Linked DNA regions of Mus musculus: region 1 is linked to region 2. Evidence: chromatin contacts called from public Hi-C data. All regions are on one chromosome and are shown on one strand. Each heading gives the region's core, a stretch centred on a gene start, on an enhancer-like site or on the middle of the called end of the contact. The rest is flanking DNA. Distances are from core to core; before and after follow the strand shown. Region 1 overlaps Lmntd1 (lamin tail domain containing 1). Region 2 overlaps Gm38475 (a long non-coding RNA gene).

Region 1 (6,007 bases), core at 1,277-3,776, 170 kb after region 2:
AACATGCTGCATAGACTCAACTGACCTTGAGTTTGTGGCTCTCCTGCCTCTGTTCTGAGTGCCAAGATTCCAAACACGCACCTCGTTATGGGGTTCTTACTGTGGGCCAGAGACATTCCTATTCATACCCACCCTGTCTTCGTTTCTTATTTTCTAGTTCTCTCGGAGAAATTAAAATAGCTGAGGTAAATATCAAGGGCCTCTTTGTGAGGCTTGTCAACTCCTCCAATGAAAAGGAAGTAGAGATTGGAAACCACATTCTTCAGCAAAACGTGAATGGACACGCAGTCTCCTTGTACCAGTTCCCCGACAACATCACACTGCAGGCCAACTCCACGGTGACAGTAAGTATCTGAAACCACCAGCTGGGTGGACTGTGCACGGGAAACACTGCGAGCTGGGAACACAGTGGGCAAGGACACAATGATGTGTGACTAGTGTGAGTTAGGGGTATCGTAATGACATACAGTGACCTGGGGATGCTGTGAGCTGTAAGTAATATAGACTGGGAATACTGGGGGGCTGGAATACCAGGGATCTAGAATACTAGGGGCTGGAAATACCAGGGGCTGAGAACATCTTGACCATGTGTTGAAGATACACTGAATTGGAAATACCCTGATGTAGGAATACCAGGAGCTGAGAATGAATTGAGTCAGGAATCTCATGATCTGGGAAAACTGTGAGCTAGGAATACCAGGGTCTGAGTGATGAATACTGTGAGCTAAAAATACAGTAAGTTGGGTACACATGAACTGGGAACACCAAGATTTGACCATGATTTGAGAACATGGTGAATTGGGAATCCTGTGAGCTGCGGATGTGGTTGGCTAGTGATACCATGGGCTAGAAATACAATGAGGTAAGAATATAGCAAGCTGAGAACCCCAGGAGCTGAGAGTGCTATGAGCTGGTCAAATACAGCAAGCTGCAAATACCATGAGATGGCACCAACAGAAGCTAAGACCATCGTGAAGCGGGAATGGCCGGAGCCAGTGCTATGGTGGGTTGGAATAGCCTGAGCTGACAGTATGGTGAGTTAGGGATACTGTGCTTTCGAGATATCATGAGCTGGGACTCCCAGGAGCTGGAAATGTGGTGGATTGGAAGTACCATGATCTGGGATTGGTGTGAGTTGGGGAACAAATAATCTGTGACTGCAACATGAGTAGAGAACACTGAGAGCTGGAATTTATTAATGCATTGGGAACACTATCAGCCAGGAGTGTCAGGAGCTAGGGAAACTTTAAGCCAGGACCACAGGGCTGCCTTGAACAGAAAAACATCACAAGCAGGGAATACCGTGAGGGAACATGGTGAGCTGGGGGTAGCAGGAGCTGGGAGCACTGGGAGCTGGGAGCACTGGGAGCTGGGAGCACTGGGAGCCAGGAACACTGGGAGCCGGGAACACTGGGAGCCGTGAACGCTGGGAACTGGGAACAGTGAGCTGGGAACACTGAGAGCTGGGAGCACTAAGAGCTGGGAGCACTGGGAGCTGGAAGCACTGAGAGCTGGGATCACGGGGAGCTGGGAGCACTGGGAGCTGGGAACACTGGGAGCTGGGGACACTGAGAGAGGAGCACTATGTGCTGGGAGCACAGATGAGAGCATTGTGAACTGGGAGCACTGAGAGCTGGGAACACTGGGAGCTGGGAACACTGGGAGCCAGTAATAATGTCAGAGCTGGGTTCCTATAGGGAATGCTGCCTCTACTGTCAGCCTGTGGCTTGGCACAAGTGGCCTCGTGGATACTTGATCTTTGTACTAAATGTGATTTTGTGGTTTGTAGTGTCGTGGATGGATGCCTGTACTTTGCTCTCCACAGCTTTCTTCCGTGTAGTAAGCAATCATATTCTGGCTTGTCCTTCAAAGTGAAAATCCTAAGTCTGAAAATGGATTCTTAAAAGAGAAGTAAAGAGCTGGTCATCTCAGAGAGCAGGCACTAAGGGGGTTCTCCCTGACACCCCCCATCTGTGACCCTCTGAACCTTGATGTCTGGTCTGTAGCCATGTGCTGCAAGAGTATGTGTGTGCTTGTTTTACATGACACTGAGATAAGATCTCTACAAAATTACTTTAGAAAACCACAAAATCAAGCTACAAAAACAAGCAAAGCAAAACAAAAAACCTCAAAGGTACGACCTAGTGTTTTGAATAAGCCTACAGTGTGCATTTATATCTATCCTGGATCCGCTTGCGGACCACAAGCCAGGGCTGGGTGGTTGTTTAAACCGTGTTCGGTCACTGTTTAGCATTACATTATATTTTAAAACAACCTAGAAGCTCAGATGCCTATATAGTCCCAGGTCCTCAGGAGGCTAAAGCTGAGGCACAGAAATGATGTGAACGTAGGAATTCTAGCCAAGACCAGGCAAATGCAGGGAGAGCCTTCCCACCTTTAATGACAACGAAAACCCTATCTGTTCAGAAAGATTAATAACAATAGCACCGTCGGATGTGGCTCTGGGTGGAACCGCAGTAGCACTTGTCAGCAACAAACTGCTTTCTCTAAGGTGTGGGCAGCAGCTTCGGAAGCAAAGCCACAGCCACCAACGGACTTTGTTTGGGAGGAACAGAGCAAGTTCCGATCCAGTCCGGACTGCACGACCATCTTGTGCAAGCCCAATGGTGAGGTGAGTGTCAGAGTTTTCAACACTCGATGCTGGAGTAGCCGGCCACTGTTCCCTTCGGCCCTTGGTCCTGCTCACATTCTGCACAGCACATCTAGAGTCACCCCCAAATGCCCCCAGCTAGTGCCTCAGGCAGACCAACACCCCTCTCTCCCAGTGTGTGCCCAGCAGCAGTCAGGGTGTCCCGAGTTTCTGATCAACAGCTGTCTCCTATCCCTCCCCAGTGTGCCCCCTTCTGGCCATTTGGAGTTATGGCACCCTGAGCTTCCGAAGGCTGCAGCAGATTCAGAGTCAGGGGTGGGCTTTATTTGCGATCCTGACTGGAAGTGTGAGATAAGGAAGGTACTGCACATGGCCTTCTCTGCTCAGCTATTCATCCCAACAATGTTTCTTGGGAGTCTTGCCTTTGCCTATGCTCTAGGCTGAACTATGCACAAGGAACACAACACAAAGACTTGATCTCTGCGCCCAGGGGGGTGCACAAGCTAATGGAAGGGCTTATACTCTTAATTTGAAATAACTATCTTCTATGCGGAATAAAATGAGATACTTTAGAAATAATTTTCTGGGATTCTTTCCCCATGCTTGGCAGTCTCATGCTTTCGTTGGTATAAAACTAGCATAATTATAATTTATTCTTTAATTCTTATCCCTAGACAAATTTGCTACGCCACAAAACCATTAACACCCCCCCCCATAATATGTGGACTAGAGTATGAATTTCTTTCTTACTTCATTATACAATGATATTCGGTAACTACCTGTTGAACAGGCTAGAGTAAAATTTTAAAAGATTTTATTTTCTGTATATGTTGTAGGGTGTGTGTATGTATTATGTGGCATATGTGTGTGAGTGTTCACAGCATGGGGTTGTGTGTGTGCAGTGTATGTGTGTGTGTATGTGTCTGAGTGTGTAGAGAATGTGTGTATGTGTGCAGTGTGGGGCATATGTGTGCCTCCTGTGTGTGCATGAGAAAGAATATATGTGCGTGCATATGAGAGAGTGTGTGTGTGCAGTGTGGGGTGTATGTATGTGTGTGAATGTATGCAGTAGTATGTGTGAGAGCATGTGTGTGTGAGGATGCATGCAGTGTAGTGTGTGTGTGTATGAATGTTTATAGCATAGCATGTGTGTGAGCGTGTGTGTGTGTGTGTGTGTGTGTGTGTGTGTGTGTCCTCAGAGTAAAGAAGGGAGTTCAGAATCTCAAGAGTTGGAATTGCAGGCTGTTGTGAGCCACTCACGTGGGTGCTGGGAACCGAAGCTGAGTCGTCTGGAAGAACAGCATCCTTACCTGTTTAATCGTCTCTCCTGCCCTTTGCTGGGTTTCAGATTGGGAACTCTCTAGATTCATCTTTACTCAGCCATCCATGTCTTCGTGATTTAAACTGAATTTTATAATACTTGTATTTAAAATTGGCTAGAAAAATAAGGACATGTAATTCAAATGAATTACCCTGTCTCCTGAGACACCATCAGCAAAACCCAGGTTAAGACGGAGGGCTGGAATGTGAAATGTCAGACCACCTTCCCTGCCTGCGGAGGGCACCTCTGAAGGAGATAGGAAACTGTAGGTGGTTCCTTCCTTTTGTGCCTTCTCCACCTTGGCCTGATCACAGTTATGGAGGAGCTTGGCCAAATCTCCTGTCACCGTGAGCCACTCTGCCATTGTTTGCCCACCATCATGGCATGAAATCTCATGAAATTATGAACCAAAATCAATGCCTGCTCAGTAGTATTCATGTCCATCATTTGACTGTCCCTTCACACCTCACACCCTGCAGGCCAGTCTTGGTCCCACAGAGGCTCTCTTCCTCCCTTGACGCAGTGCATTGTTTGGCACTTGTCCTGGGTGGTTCTAGAGTCATTTGGTAAGTGGGGACTTCAGTAGAGAAAATGTGGCCATCAGATTGGCAAGTCTGTGGAGTCACTGCCTTGATAATGATTGGTGTGGGAGAGTCCAGCCCCCTGTGGGTGTGCTGATGCTGGTCATGTAAGCTTGGGTTAAATAAGAGAGCAGGCCGACAAGAGCCAGAGGGAGCGAGTCAGTAGGCGGGGTCCCTCAGCCTCTACTTCGGTTCCTGCCTCCAAGCTTATGCTGCTGGTTCCTGTCCTGACTTCCGTCTGTCCATGATGGACTGTGATCAGAGCCTGTAAGCAAATAAACCCGTCCTCCCCAAGACGTTTTTGGTTACGGTGTTTATCACAGCAACAGAGAGACCTAAAACAGCAGCAACCATGGCCAAAACCACGGACAGGGAAACCTAAGGTAGGAGAGGCTTACTTAGGCTGCAGTTTCAGGGGATCAAACCCAAAGGTTGCTTGTCCCCTCACACTTGGAGGAAAATATTGGTAGCAGAAGCTTGCAGCACTTTCCGGAAAAGGCTTGAGATAAGGCAGCCCACAGACTGGCTGGCACTGGTGAGCACAGCTAGGAAGCACTAGGTATTCTCAACAACTCACAGATAACACCATCAAATGAGTACCAGTGTTCAATGCACACAGCGATGACGACGACGACAACAGCGCCACACCGACTACAGTAGATGACCTCCTCTTCAGGCCACACCCTTGGGTTTCATCCCATTGGAAAAACCCAGCTGTGACAAGGCAGTAAGCTTCTTCAGCTAGAAAATGCGCCCTTAATAAGAAGGCCAGGGAGAGCCCGTGTCCACCTGAGACCCTAATAAAAACTCACAGTTCTTTACAGACAAGATCACCTCCATTCTTACCTCAGTGAAGCTAGTCCTCACCTGCAATTGCAAGAAAGGCTTTCCTGGAAACCCTGATTCCTGCCCGTTTGCTGCATAAAGCAGACAGGTTTTGCCAGGACCCAGGGGCCGCTCTCCAGCTATGCCACGGACCAGCCGATGACAACCTGCATCTTGTGGGGAAGTCTCAGCCATTCCCCCCTCTGCCTGGCACAGCCCCACAGACCAACAAAGGTGTCTCTCTGGTCCTCAGTAACACTTGCTTTGTGATAGAGCACCGGCAGATGACATTATGGATTCTCTTCAAAGACAAACTAAAGTGTGACTTAGGCCACACTTGGAACCACCTTGTCCTAAATGACTATAGCCAAAGGCCACTAAAACCACAGAAGCCATAGAGTGTGACGAGGGGGATTTGAGTTTCTTCTGCCTGCAGATTTGTAGGTAGCCATTATTCTGACTGCTCCCTGAAAATCTGACTCTCTACTCTCCTCACTAATGCGCTGTGAGTCTGGGTTTTCAAAACAGTGCTGTCAGTCAGTCACGCTGGAGTCACAGCGTTTGTGGACGCTGCTCATCCTCCCTCGGTGTCTGGGACTTCGTCAGGCCCTTGTTTTACATTTAAGATCCAGATATGGCACAGATTTCTCCTGCACAGTGGTAGCTCAT
Region 2 (5,567 bases), core at 272-2,771:
GACTCGACACAACCTAGAGCCACCTAAAAAAGGCTTGTTCCAACAACGCAATGATTTTTCCAGATCAGGCTGGCCTGTGGGGATGGTCCTGGTTGTTGATGGATATGGGAAGGCCCAGACCACTGTGGGCAGTGTCTTCCCCAAGTAGATGGTCCTGGGTTGTATAAGAAAGTAGGCTGAATGGGTGAGAATCACAGCTGTGTGGCCCTTGTGCTGCTAATATTTCTCTTGTCAGGTTTGGAATCCCTCATTCTGAATAGGCTCCAGCATATATAAACCAACAGATATGCAGCATGTGAGCAAATAAAACGTTAAAAATAAGGAACTGATAAGGAAACATAAAGAAAGAATATATTCAAAAGGTCTCATTGACAAGTGGGCAAGAATGTCTTCTTTGGAAAAAAAATAGGTCCACTGCTACTAAATGACCAACTCTAAAAGTTCAATGATCTATTTTATGTGAAGTGTGTTTTGTTTGCTATTGTTTTTGTTTGTTGCTATTCTTGTTATGTTTTGAGACAGTTTCTCCTTTCCTCTAGCCAAGGTTAACCATGAATTCCTGGTTTTCCTGCTTTATTTTTATTTAAACTCTGAGATTATACATTTGTGCAACCACAGCTATCCTATCATTAAATAATGATTTTCTGTAAAAAAAAAAAAAAAAAAAAAAAAAAAAAAAAAAAAAAAAAAAAGAAAGTAGGCTGAGCAGGAGCCAGATGGAGCAAGTCAATAAGAAGTGTTTATCCATGGCTTCTGCTCCAAGCTCCTGCCTTGGCTTCCCTCCATAATGGGCTGTAATTTGTGAGCTGAAATTTCTTCCCCATCTTGCTTTTGGATATGGTGTTTGTCACTGCAACAGAAAGCATCTAGGGAAAGACTCAGCCCACTGCCTTTAATGCAGGTCTTGCTGTGAGGAGCATCATGTGTCTGCTAGTTTAGAAACTCTTTTACAAACAGATCTGCGGAGTCATTTTTGAAAAGCGTACGGGAGGGGAAGGGGCTGGCCCTCAGCAGGCGGGAGCCTACAGTTCAGTAAATGTGGGCTGACTGACAGTGGAAATAAAACCTGGGATCACAGACACCGGCAGACGTAGTCTCCTTAGGGAGCGCACAGGCCTTTGGCACTTGCAGAGCAGTGTGTGTTACAGCGAGGACTGCTAAGACCAGGTCCTAGAATTGTTAAGAAGCCATTAGAGAGATTCTAGATAGAGTGTCTGTCTAGAGAGAGTCTAGCTAGGACAATTCCAGGAGACCAGTGGCCTGCAGTGTTGGTAAGGACTGCTTGTGGAGGAGGGTTTTCTAATCAGCTTGCCAGCAGCAAATACAGCCGTAAAATGGGAAGTAAGAAGTTACGCCTTGTAGAGTCCAGTGATGCTCCTCCCTGGGGGCCCATACCTCAGTCCTGAGCTTTCTCAGCAAACCTGGGGCTGACAGACCACTCACTCCTGGAGTGGCCCCAGCTGGCTGGCAGTGCATGAGGGACAGAGGGCAGACCGCGCCCACAGTTTGGGCTTAGTGAGCCTCTCCCAGAGATAGGGAACTCTGCCACACAGTTCCCTACCGAATTCCATCTTTCAATTCTATCAATCCTAATGACTGGGAGGAAAGCATTCCTGAAGAGATCGACCCATCTCTTTTCTTTCCAGGAAACACTAATCTAGGGGACACTACCGCAAAGGCATGAGGGTCATTTAGAGAATGTAAGGCTAACTTTTTCCTGGCAAAACAATTCTTCATACATAACTGTAGGGTTAAATGCCTGAGAAATTACATGATGTTAGGTATATGTTTTATGAATTTTAGCCAACCTCTTCTAAGAAATAGACCATTTTAAGGGTTAGTGCACAGCAGTCATTATCTGCATATCATGTTGAAACCCACAAAGCAAACATGTAATCTGGTTGGGTCACTCACACAAATACAACTACTGTTGCCAGTTAGGGGAAGTCTTACAACCAAAGCCAGAGAGAAGAACAGATTGAAACAATGTGTTTTCCTAGGGAAAAAAGGGGATTAGGTCCTTTGATCTACTGGAGCAGTCTCCCAGATCAACAGGGGTAGAATTGATTTGGTCTGTAAAGCTAGAAGATTAACTTCAGAGAAAGGCATGCTGGGACGTTTCCATATTCCGTTGGCTTTTTCATTTATGTTTTTCCTAATTTTCTGGGGAGGTGGGCACTACAGCTTCATTCCTCATCTAGAAAAACAAAACATCCCCTAACCTACACCGTGACCCTGACCAACAGCCTGCAGAGGTGAAAGAGCTCTCAGGATGGGGCCAGTTGTGCTTCAAAGCGGACCCAGTGTCCACCCTAGTCCAACAGACTGAGATGTCTTGTAATCAGTCATTTCCCTGGAACCTTAAACAACAAAAGGTAGCTCTCTCCTTCCTCCTGTCAGTCTGGTTTTCTCTCAGGATGGAAGGTCTCCAGGGCTCTTCCTCCTCCTTGCTGTGCCTATCTCAGAGGTGGCTCTTACAGGGGTCCTCGCAGGGTGTTGTATTAGAACTGAGTTATGGAGACTCCGTGTTAGGTCTGGGATGGAGTGTGTGCCAAATGGTGTCCTTCCCTCAGTCTATGTGATTTATTGCTTGCATTTTGCATATAAAATGCTTGTTTTTCTGAAACACAGATGGGTCTTCCTGCCTGCCTGCCAAGGAGCTGGTTCCCAGCTCAGCCTCACAATTTAGGCTGCCACCTTCCTCTTCATTGGTTTGTTTGTTTGAGACAGAGTCTCTTTCTGCCCAGGTAGGCCTCCAATTTGCTACGTAGCTGAGGCTGGCTTTGAACTCCTGACCGTCCTGCTTCTACCTTCCAAGCACTGGGATTGCAGGTGCCTTCGTTTGCTTCTGTTGCTGGGATAAACACCGCAGCCAAAGCAGCCTGGGGGAGGAAAGGGTTTACTTGACTTCCAGGTCCTGACCACAGTCTATCACTGAGGGAGGTCAGGCAGGAGCGCAAGCAGGAGCAGACTCAGGAACCGTCACGGGACAGTGCTGCCTACTGGTTCGTTCCCGGTGGCTTGCTCAACCTCCTTCCTTATACAACCCAGGACCATTTGCCATGGGATGGGACCACCCACATCAACCATTAATCAAGAAAATGTCCCATAGACATGCTCACAGGACAGTCTGATGGAGACAGTTCCTCAGTTGAGATTCCTTCTTCCTAGATATATTTAGGTTTGTGTCAAGTTGACAACAACTAACTGGTGCAGAATGTATGTATGTGGACGGCAACGCCTGACTCTGTCCACAGTTTTGACTTTGCACTTACAGAGCGAAATCCTCACTGCTAAGACCTAGCACCATGCTTTTATCAGTGCTGCCATTTCTAAGGAGTGTTTCTGAAATGATGAGCTAAAAGAAAAAAAAATCCTCTTGTGGTAATGTGATCAGAAAAATGACTCCAAATGGCTGTAATTTACTGAGGAGCTTCCTGTGGTCAGTGATTGAAGCAGAGATGGAGAACTGCATTCTGTTGGTGGTGGATCACTCTCATGGACAGCATGGCCCCTCTCCCTTCCCAGGCCCTCTTCTTTGGGAAAGCATGGTGATTAAGGTCCCAGACAAACTTGAGTTCTTGTGGCCTTGGCCACATAGCCTTATTTATCCTCAGAGCTAAGAAATCATGCCATGAATGAAGTTATTTAATGATAGTCATCTGTACTTTGTGAGGAAATAAAATTGAAAAGATTGTAATGGAGTTAATTTTAGGGTTTAAATACAAATAATCACATGGTTATAATTATATAACTCCATGCATACCATTTTACTGGACATTGTGAAACAATTAATGCAAAGCAGATTTCATTTTCACTAAGAACTCATGGCTTGCTCTGAATGCCATGCCTTTCATATGAACACAGGGAGGAGAGGAGCTTTCTCGAGTGACAGGCTGGATCGTCACACTCCCTCAGAGTTCAGAGGTCAGGGCTGCCATGTGCATTCCATCTAATAGAAAAGCAGTTATGACCAGAAATGTAGAAGAAAGGCTATCTTGTAAATTTTGTGAAGCACTTTAAATATTTTTTATCCCTTTACATTAAAGGGATGATTTTAATTGTTCAATTACCCCTATTTATTTGTGCACATGCCCATGGCGCATGTATGGAGGTCAGAAAATCAAGTATTGGAGTCAGCTCTCTCCTGCCAGTGGGTTCTGGGGATGACAACACATCAAGCTTGGTGGCCTGTACCCGCTGAGCCACCTTGCGGGCCCTGTCTATACGCTCATGACTCTATATGTGTATAACATTTAGAACTCCTGCCATGAGCTTTAATCTTCTGTACAGGTGCCAACAAGTAGTTTTTGGATGAAAGAATTCATAACTAAATGAAGTTTGGTGATTTATAGATGGAAAAATATAGAAAAAATATTTTTTGAGGAAGATCTTTATAGTAATATCCAGGAAAAGGGAAAGTTTGGGGCGAGTCTAGATATTTAGTGAGGGATATAAGCTTGTGGAACAGAGAATAGAGGTGCCGGCTTGTCTGAGTGTCAACAGAGATGGCTCCCACCACCTTGGGGACGTCACAGCTCTGATCCTACTACTCTGAGGAAGGAATACTTTCTACACTAACTGGAATTCCTTGATGTTTATAAATTTAAAAAGGAAAATAAATTGGTCATAAATACTGCCATTTTCTGTAACTAAAATACAACCTTTGAGTAAATGAATTTCATTCATAGATGACATTGGACCTCCATTAAGGAGTTGTGGAGAGTTCATGACATTGAAGATAGAGACAGTGAGTGTCTTAGGGACCATTGAGGCCATCCTTCGTTACATAGTGAGTTTGAGCACAGTCTGAACTACATGGAGACCCAGTCTTTCAGAACCAAAGTGCAAAACCAATTGAGAACTTTCTGGAATAAGTTACAACAAATTTGTATCTTGGTTCAGGAACTCTGCCCTCCTGTTTTCATGTGGGCATCATCCAGACTTCCTAACTTGAAATACTATAACTGTAAATTTTACCTGAGTTTCTTATAGCTGGGGAAGTTATTTGAACTCTCTCTCCTTTAAAATGCCCTTCTTTTCCCAGATGTGAGTACATTCGTATCTTTCAAATCAATATCAGATGTTTCAGCTAAAATCCACAGATTAATTCTGACTCACATGTGAAGACTGCCACATGACCCAGTGCTTGCTCATCCAACAGCACCCATACGGGGAACCCAAGATGCTTAGCAGCTTTTGAACAATACCCTTGGTCAGGACATGTTTGGCATATCTAGCTTTTTCAGAAAGATTAATTATTTCATTACTTGTTGTATAAAGGCTCATTGTTTTAAAATATCACTTGAGTTTGGACTAGAGATAGACAATAAAAATTAAACTTTCAGCGTTTACTACCAGTAGCAGGCACCATGGAGAACACGCAGCAGCCAGAAACGCCTGTGCACTGCAGGTGGACATGGACACAAGAACATCTGTTTCAGAAAAACAGTTTTCATTATCTATCAGTGACATAGCAAAGGAACATGTGTGTGCACGTGTGTACATGCACGTGCGCGCGCACACACACACACACACACACACACACACACACTTTCATTAAGGTG

What was found. A called contact is a pair of places that touch in the nucleus more often than the background predicts.
Region 1: a contact with region 2 is called in a Hi-C map of extraembryonic endoderm stem cells, with 1.8 times the contacts expected there. The contact joins two enhancer-like sites. A contact is called at or near these places in 4 of 484 Hi-C or Micro-C datasets (the G1E-ER4 cell line, the N1E-115 cell line, embryonic fibroblasts and 1 more), 2 of 115 datasets of contacts at active chromatin or transcription factors (large pre-B cells and stem cell-derived neural progenitor cells) and 1 of 9 other capture datasets (embryonic stem cells).

The regions. Positions count from the first base shown.
Region 1 is chr6:145,414,025-145,420,031 of GRCm38.p6, reverse strand. Lmntd1 (lamin tail domain containing 1) reads left to right here. Exons shown (of 10, transcript NM_028742.2): 6 at 158-344; 7 at 2,513-2,632. Among named protein-coding and RNA genes, the nearest start is that of Lmntd1, 18 kb to the left of the region's middle. Within about 2 kb of position 2,526, at least 25 of the 459 cell types and tissues checked have an H3K27ac peak or open chromatin away from gene starts, as enhancers often do. A contact at or near this core is called in extraembryonic endoderm stem cells, where this site is marked.
Region 2 is chr6:145,588,130-145,593,696 of GRCm38.p6, reverse strand. The region is part of intron 1 of Gm38475 (a long non-coding RNA gene); the gene reads left to right. Among named protein-coding and RNA genes, the nearest start is that of Gm38475, 23 kb to the left of the region's middle. Within about 2 kb of position 1,521, at least 29 of the 459 cell types and tissues checked have an H3K27ac peak or open chromatin away from gene starts, as enhancers often do. A contact at or near this core is called in extraembryonic endoderm stem cells, where this site is marked.